Linked DNA regions of Rattus norvegicus: region 2 is linked to region 1. Evidence: chromatin contacts called from public Hi-C data. All regions are on one chromosome and are shown on one strand. The core of a region is the stretch at or near the end of the contact, and the rest is flanking DNA. Distances in the headings are between cores, read along the strand shown.

Evidence for each region. A called contact is a pair of places that touch in the nucleus more often than the background predicts.
Region 2: a Hi-C map of the Rat2 cell line shows a contact between it and region 1, with 4 times the contacts expected there. The contact joins the enhancer-like site here to the promoter of Fst in region 1.

The regions. Positions count from the first base shown.
Region 1 is chr2:47,861,148-47,864,857 of GRCr8, reverse strand. Fst (follistatin) reads left to right here and starts at 1,566. Exons shown (of 6, transcript NM_012561.3): 1 at 1,566-1,650; 2 at 3,549-3,710. The coding sequence starts at 1,566. It overlaps LOC120100717 (a long non-coding RNA gene), which reads right to left and starts at 3,665. Exons shown (of 2, transcript XR_005500667.1): 1 at 3,525-3,665; 2 at 1,203-3,150.
Region 2 is chr2:48,059,822-48,063,340 of GRCr8, reverse strand. No RefSeq gene overlaps it. Among named protein-coding and RNA genes, the nearest start is that of Mocs2, 180 kb to the left of the region's middle. Within about 2 kb of position 1,735, at least 10 of the 93 cell types and tissues checked have an H3K27ac peak or open chromatin away from gene starts, as enhancers often do.

The DNA.
Region 1 (3,710 bases), core at 317-2,816:
GACGGGGGGGGGGGCTAAGGCGGGGGTAGGGAAGAAGGGCGAATTTGAAATCCGTAGAGCAAATCCCAATGACCTGGGAATGTCCAAGAATTTTGTCTGCATAGTTCGCTGTTTGTTGTCGTTCGGGCTTCAGAAGCGAAAAGAATAGAAATTTAAAAGGCAGCTTTGAAATAAACAATATAGCATTTTCCGTGAAGTAATCGTTTTATATAAAAGGAAATATCGCCTCCTCAGTTTCATTCAGCCGTGCCAGAAAATGTTATAAATGAGAAGACCCGCCAACTTTCGGCGAAGAATGCCAGGCGTTGCACTCAATAAACTGAGGCTGCAGAAGTTCATTATCATGGTGCAATTTTTTTTAATATGAGAGAGAGAGAGAGAGAGAGAGAGAGAGAGAGAGAGAGAGAGAGAGAGAGAGAGAGAGAGGCAGGCTCAGGACAGAAACTGGGGCGTCTCGGAGCGGGGGAGGAGGGGGGCAGACCGCCTACGTCGGCGCCCCCGCTCGGGGCTGCGACTCCAGACGCGACGAAGTGAAAGGGGAGAAAAGAAAGGGAGAGGGCGAGACTGCCGGGGGCGGCCGGCTCCGAGGTGTTAAACATTTTTGTTTGCCTCTGACTTGTGGAGACCGAGGGCCGCGTCTCCGCAGCGCTCGGCCCGGTGGAAGGTGCCCGGGGGTCGTGGTTCTTAGCAACCTACTGCAGGCTGTGGGGGAGTGGGAGGCGGGGAAGCGGGCAGGGTGGCCGCAAAGTAAGACACACGCATGAGACCTCGGGACATAAAACGTCTCCGGGACCCCGCGCCAAGGCTCTGCGGGAAGGATCCTGAAACTGCTCCCCGGGGCATTTCAGCAGCTCCGGGATCCTGCGGTGTGTTGCACAAGTCTCTCCCGAGCGCTGGAGCAGAGGTGCTGGGGACCAACTCCAGGGGTCCCCGCGCTCCACCGGCCGCCTCCTCCAGAGCCTTCACTTACACGCGCACACACACGCACACGCATGCACACACACACACACACACACACACACACACACACACACACTTGCACGCCACCCCGGGCGCGCCGGCTCCGAGCGGCGGCGTGCAGGACTGAAGTGGATGTTCCTCCCCACCCCCGACGCGTCGCCCCCCAGCCCCCGCCCCTGCCTCCTTCCCCCTCCCCTCCCGCTCCTACGCAAATAAGAACTCGGCGATTCCCCTCCTGCCGCTTTGATTTCGGGCACCTCCGACAGATAATTGGGAAGGGTTTCCAGAAGGTGGGAAATGTCACCTGATTCACACTGAACTTTTAAAAGCTCCCCACCCCCAAAGAGCCGGCACACCCTCGGTCGCCGCCGCCCTCCCACAGCCCCACACACTGGGAGACCGCCCACCGCAAACCTCGGAGACCCCCGTCTAGATTTAAAGCGCGGCTGCGCCCGGCTTCTGACGTCCATTGAATCGCGCGGGCGGCCGGTGGCGAGCGCGGGGCTGCGCCGGGATCGCTGCGCCCTCCGCCGCTCGCCTCTGCGACGCGCGCCGCTCGCCCAAGCCACCCGCCGCCGCGCTCCTCGCCCCGCGCCTGCCCCAGGATGGTCTGCGCCAGGCACCAGCCCGGCGGGCTCTGCCTCCTGCTGCTGCTACTCTGCCAATTCATGGAAGACCGCAGCGCCCAGGGTGAGTGGAGGGGATGCGCCCAGAGGTTCGGCTCGGGCAGGGGTTCTACTTTTCTGTCGTCTCCACTTGGTCGGTTGGGACCGACGCGGCTCTAGGAAGATGTTGGAACCACCCGGCTACTCCTGGAGAAAGGAACGGGAGGAAAAGACTGAAGGCGGTGACACTTTGGGATAGAGAGAGGAGTTTAGAGCCAGGTTATCCTCAAAAAAGAGAGGGCTCGAGTGGGGGAACTGGAGCCTCAGTAGTTAGGGGTAGATGCTCCAAGTTCTGGTCCTAATGACTTCAGATGTTATCTCCCCTGGCTGGCTCGGGAGAAGAGCGAGCATCCATAGCTTGGAGAGTGCAGTCGACCTACTAAGCAGTCTACCCATCTTCCTTCCATATCTTTTGGTGACTTTTTTTTTTTTTAATGACGGAGTGGGGGATGGGAGATACCGAATTTTCTTGGGTGGCTTGGGGGACGTGGTTTCAGAAACTTTGCCCAAACTTGGAAATGTGGGTACTGAAATTTTTAGAGGGAGGTAGTTTTACGCTTAGCAGATGCTCCTTCTACCCCTCTCCCCCAAGCCCCGCGAAAAAGAAGAAAGAACAAACCAAATTATTAGCCCGAAGTGTTTTTAAGTACTTTACAGTTTTCTCCACTTTGCCTCATTCCTGTTAACTTCTGTGAAACAAGCAACCCACGGGCTATTTAGACTCCGACCTGGATTAAAGAGCAAATTTCTGAAGTTTATCATCTAAAATTAAAAATGGATTTATTTTATTACAATTAGTCTCCAGGCGGGATTTTTTTTTAATAATGGTAACCGCGCAGCTTGCGCTCCAATTGCTCGAGTCACTTTGGTGATTCATGAGAAGTCTGCTTGTCCAAAGTCCGAAGACATAAAAAGGGACAGGGGAAGAAACTATCTGTAAAGTGGTTCTTGGTAGACATGAGGTAGGTATGTGTGACCCAGCTCTAACACTGCTGCGTTGCCTGTTGGAGCGGTAAGGTTTTGTGTGTTGTACGCTGCCCTCCCGGGCACCGGCCCTAGCCGTCTGCCCGACACTAGGCTGGGCAACCCGCCTTTCTGATAGGGGCGCTGCCCTGGGTGCCCGGACGTGGGCGCCAGGGAAAGCAGCCCTCGGAGATTTCGAAAGACCGTGGTGGCTGCGGGCGTGCTCCGAGCTGGCGGATTGCAAAACGGGCCCGTCGGGCGGGCTGCGCCTCGAGGCTGCTCAAGGCAGATCCAGGCTGGGCCCGACTGCATTTTTTTTTTTTTTTTTGCTTTCATTTTTCACAAATTTCTTTTTGCCTGATCTGTTCCTGCAGATTCATATTCATTCTCCCTCCCCCCTCCTCTCCTTCGCTCCCTCCTTCCCTCCTTTCCACGTCCCCCCCTCTCTTACTTTCTTAACCCCTGTCACAAAAAATTCTCTTACCGCCTACATGAAACCAACATGTAAAAACATCCGTCGCATCCTGTTTTTGTCAGGTTCTTTAATCTGTTCTTCCAGTCGCTGCAGGTTATGAAATGGGACGAATAAAAGTAAACAGTCTAGTAAAAGTCAATGCAAGCTGCACGTGTTGTGTCTGGGTCACTGGTAACTGACATTGATATGGCTAGGCGCAGCGGCTGCTGCTCTAGCCCACCTCCCACCTCAGTGTCGGGTCTTTCCCCACTCACTCCTTTGGAGATTCTCTCTCTCTCTCTCTCTCTCTCTCTCTCTCTCTCTCTCTCTCTCTCTCTCTCTCTCTGTGTGTGTCTCTTCTCCCTTCCTCCCTCCCCCTCCTCCTCCCCTCCCCCCCAATCGCTTGCTCCCCAGCCCCACCAGGCCTCCTTGCCCGGCTCTAAGCAGCCTTCCCTCCCACTACCCCTGGCTCACTCATTCACCTCCTGATCCCCGTCTCTTCACAGCTGGGAATTGCTGGCTCCGCCAAGCCAAGAACGGCCGCTGCCAGGTCCTGTATAAGACAGAACTGAGCAAGGAAGAGTGTTGCAGCACCGGCCGGCTGAGCACCTCGTGGACCGAGGAGGATGTGAACGACAATACTCTCTTCAAGTGGATGATTTTCAACG
Region 2 (3,519 bases), core at 486-2,985, 200 kb before region 1:
TCACTCTTGAAGATAAACTGCAATGGCCGAGCTAAGAAATTACTACCTTCTCTCTATCATCAGATTCAATTACACAGTGTCTAGAAGCCATCTGGGAAAAGTACAGAAAGAAGAGTCATGATTTCATCATCTCAGAAAGAGTCCCATTTATATTGATCTTCCACAGTACAGCATGTAACACATCAAATACTTAGAGCAACAGAAATCTTTTTCCTGGAGCTAGACATCTTGAGGCAGGTATCAATCTGGCCACACCCTCTGAGTCTCCTCTTGCCTATTCTGGTACTGGTTAAAAAAAAAGAAAACAGGTAGGGGCAGCTGTATCCTGTACTCTACATAAACATTAATAACTAGATTCCTTACTATAATAAAAGTTGGTGCATGTGGCACAAACATTGGCGTTTATTCTGGCAACTAGGAGTCTAATATCAGAGTATCAGAAGGGCTTTGCTCTTTCTAAAGTTTCCAAGGCAGATCCTTTCTGGCACTGCTGTTCCAGCATCAAATTGGGATTTGGGGGCTTGTGGGTACATTAGTCCATTCCCCTCTGTCACTCTGTCCAGTTCTGTGTGTATATCTGCCTCTTCTAATCACGTTGGATTGCGGCCCACTCCAGTGATCTCATCTCATCTGAGTTGTACTTACAAAGACCCTATTTCCAAAAGAGGTTGAATTCACAAGCACTTCACAGCATCCACAGTATGATGGGACTTTGTATTATTATTTGAGTGAACCCAACTCAATCCATAAAACCATCTAAGCGTGTCAGTTGTGGCAAGGAATTTTAATGGAATTGGATTTGGGGTAGATGGTCACATGACCAGCCAAGAATGAATCTCTAGTACGGTCTACTTCTGAGAGCCACAAACCTCAAGCCAACGAGCCTGATTTAAACAGTTGCTTTAATCAGAAAAAGAACAAAAAGAGAAGTGGAGACTACTGCCATGTCTTGCAACTCTGACAAAAAACACACTCTCTGTGAGACAGTTTGGACAACATGAAGCTAGTGATTAGTTAGGGCCAGACTTGTGGAATGAACTTAGATGGAGTGCCTCAAAACCATACCATTGTCTTGAATGTAAACTAAAAGTCTCACTTTTCAGTATTCTGGCCTCGGATGCAATTTTACCAAATTGGGTCAAGAGGATGTTGAAATCCTGCAGAGAGCTTCATGAGCACAAAGGAAGTTATAAGTATCTCCAAAAAAAAAAATGGCATGTCTGGCACATGCTTTTTAAAATTAAAATTAAAATAAAGAAGCAATTATTGGTCCTGGGAAACAAAGTAGCAAGCCATTGACGGTGAACAATGATTTTGAAGGATGTTGAATGCCTCCAATTCTCCTCTGACTAAAATGTGTCACCTCCCTCATCTGGAGGCAGCGTAGTGTGACAGGGAAAATCAACTGAGATTATGCAGCCTTTGATTTCACAACCAGTGAAACACCCACTAGAGAGCCTTCCAACAATCCGTTCAGTCATTCAGTCGGCAATTTTCTCTCACGGAGCCCAAACTGTTTCAAATCTTTTACTAGTATGTTTATAAAAACAAACATAACCCATGTTTAAGATGGTTAGATAGAAAGATTAAAGGCTTCTATCCTAAGAGGCTTTGACAACCAAGTTTAATGTCTACAAACAAACCCTGGAAGTTCAGCATCTAATGAGGAACCAGTGAATCAGGAGGGGGAGAAAGGAAAGTAGTTTGATGACCACTGTAGAGTTTCTGTGTAAAAACTCATTTCTCAATCACATATTACATGCTTTGCTCATAAAAATCAGGAGCCGTTGGATGACTAGATCTTCACATACATACAATAGCTATAAGATACTGTCAGCATGAAAAAAGAACACACTTGTTAGTTACCTACAGGAGAACCAAGGTTGTTTCCAAGTCTTTGCTTTCCATGGGCCCAGGTCGGCAGCCAGGAATCTTATCAGAATACAAACGTGGTTAAAAGATGTTTCCTAGAAACGCTCTCATTTCCTAGTGGATGGATTTCCTTGTAACCCAGGACTCAGCCATGATTCAGAACCCTGTGGTTTCAAAATGATTAATCCATGAGGGTTGTAGCAATGTGAGTCAGATGAAGAGGAAAATGTGTGAGGAAATAAAGCATAATAGGACAGCATACCACAACCTGTGGACAGGGTTAGTCAGTGAGCAGAAGCACAGCGGAAGGCACGGCCCTTGTCACTCACATATTTGTCTTCTTTAGCAAATGCACATCATTGATTTCAGAGGATTCACGGAATGATTCACAGGTGAAAAATCAACATGAATTGTACTTTGTATTACTCCAGCAGACAATCATTGACCTATCAAGACATGCCAGAAATTATGTGATGTGCTCAACTGGATGGATAGACAGACCAGACACACAGGCAGGCAGATGAGAGGTATATAAATAGATATCTAAGATAGACGGTAGATAGGTAGGTAGGTAGGTGGGTGGGTAGGTAGGTAGGTCGGTAGGTGGGTGGGTGGGTGGGTGGATGGATGGATGGATGGATGGATGGATGGATGGATGGTTGGATGGATACATAGGCAGATAAATGATACATACATACATACATACATACATACATACATACATACATACATGAGAGAGAGATAGGTGATAGATTTTACTCCTGACCTTGAAAAATTCCCAGCTCAGGAAAGGCACCAGGCAAATAAATATTTGCTACAACCTCAAGTTCCAAAGGCGTAATTGAACATCCAGGGTCAGAACAGGGATCTAGAAACTCTCTCAGGAATCGATGCTCCCACACCACTGAATTGGATTGGTATTTGGATGTATTTATAGACTAAGATGTTAATTTTTCCTCCTGTGCCCAAAATAATAATTTTTAATTCCCCTTGGGATAACTTACTGCAAGTTAGTAATATGAATTTAAAATACTGACTCACTTTGGTCTTTAAAAATAAGATCATTTAGGGGAGTACATTTTTATGAAAGTTGCTTGGCATCCTAAAAATAGACTCCTAGGCAAATACACTTAACTCGTTAGGCATCCGACATCCTTGGGGACTGGCCAGCATGCTGAGGTGTGTGCCCCTCTTCAAAGTGGATGCTTAGAAAATTGTAAGTTTATTTCTAAACTAGACCACTGTGGTAAAGACTATTGCAACAATGTCAGTTACTCTATTAAGTGTTGTCTTCTACAAGGCCTATACCATAGGTATGGGTAGTCACATAGCTCTTTGTTTATGCAACTGCAAATACTTAACAAAATCTGGTTGAATGTGGTAGTGGAAAGCCAACACTGGGAGTTGATAAGACTACAAGTAGAACTTCATCAATGTCGAGTAATCTGTTTCACAGATTATTTTTAAAGAATTAAAATCAGTTAATCAGGCTTCTCAGAGATTTTCATTATCCATTCGTTTCTATAGTAATATACTCATTTGTTCAACCCACTAATTGATTACCTATTCTGTACTGTGAGTTGTGCAAAGAAAATAAGACATCATACATGCATTCTGTCCCCAATAACACTGTTATAACAAATATAT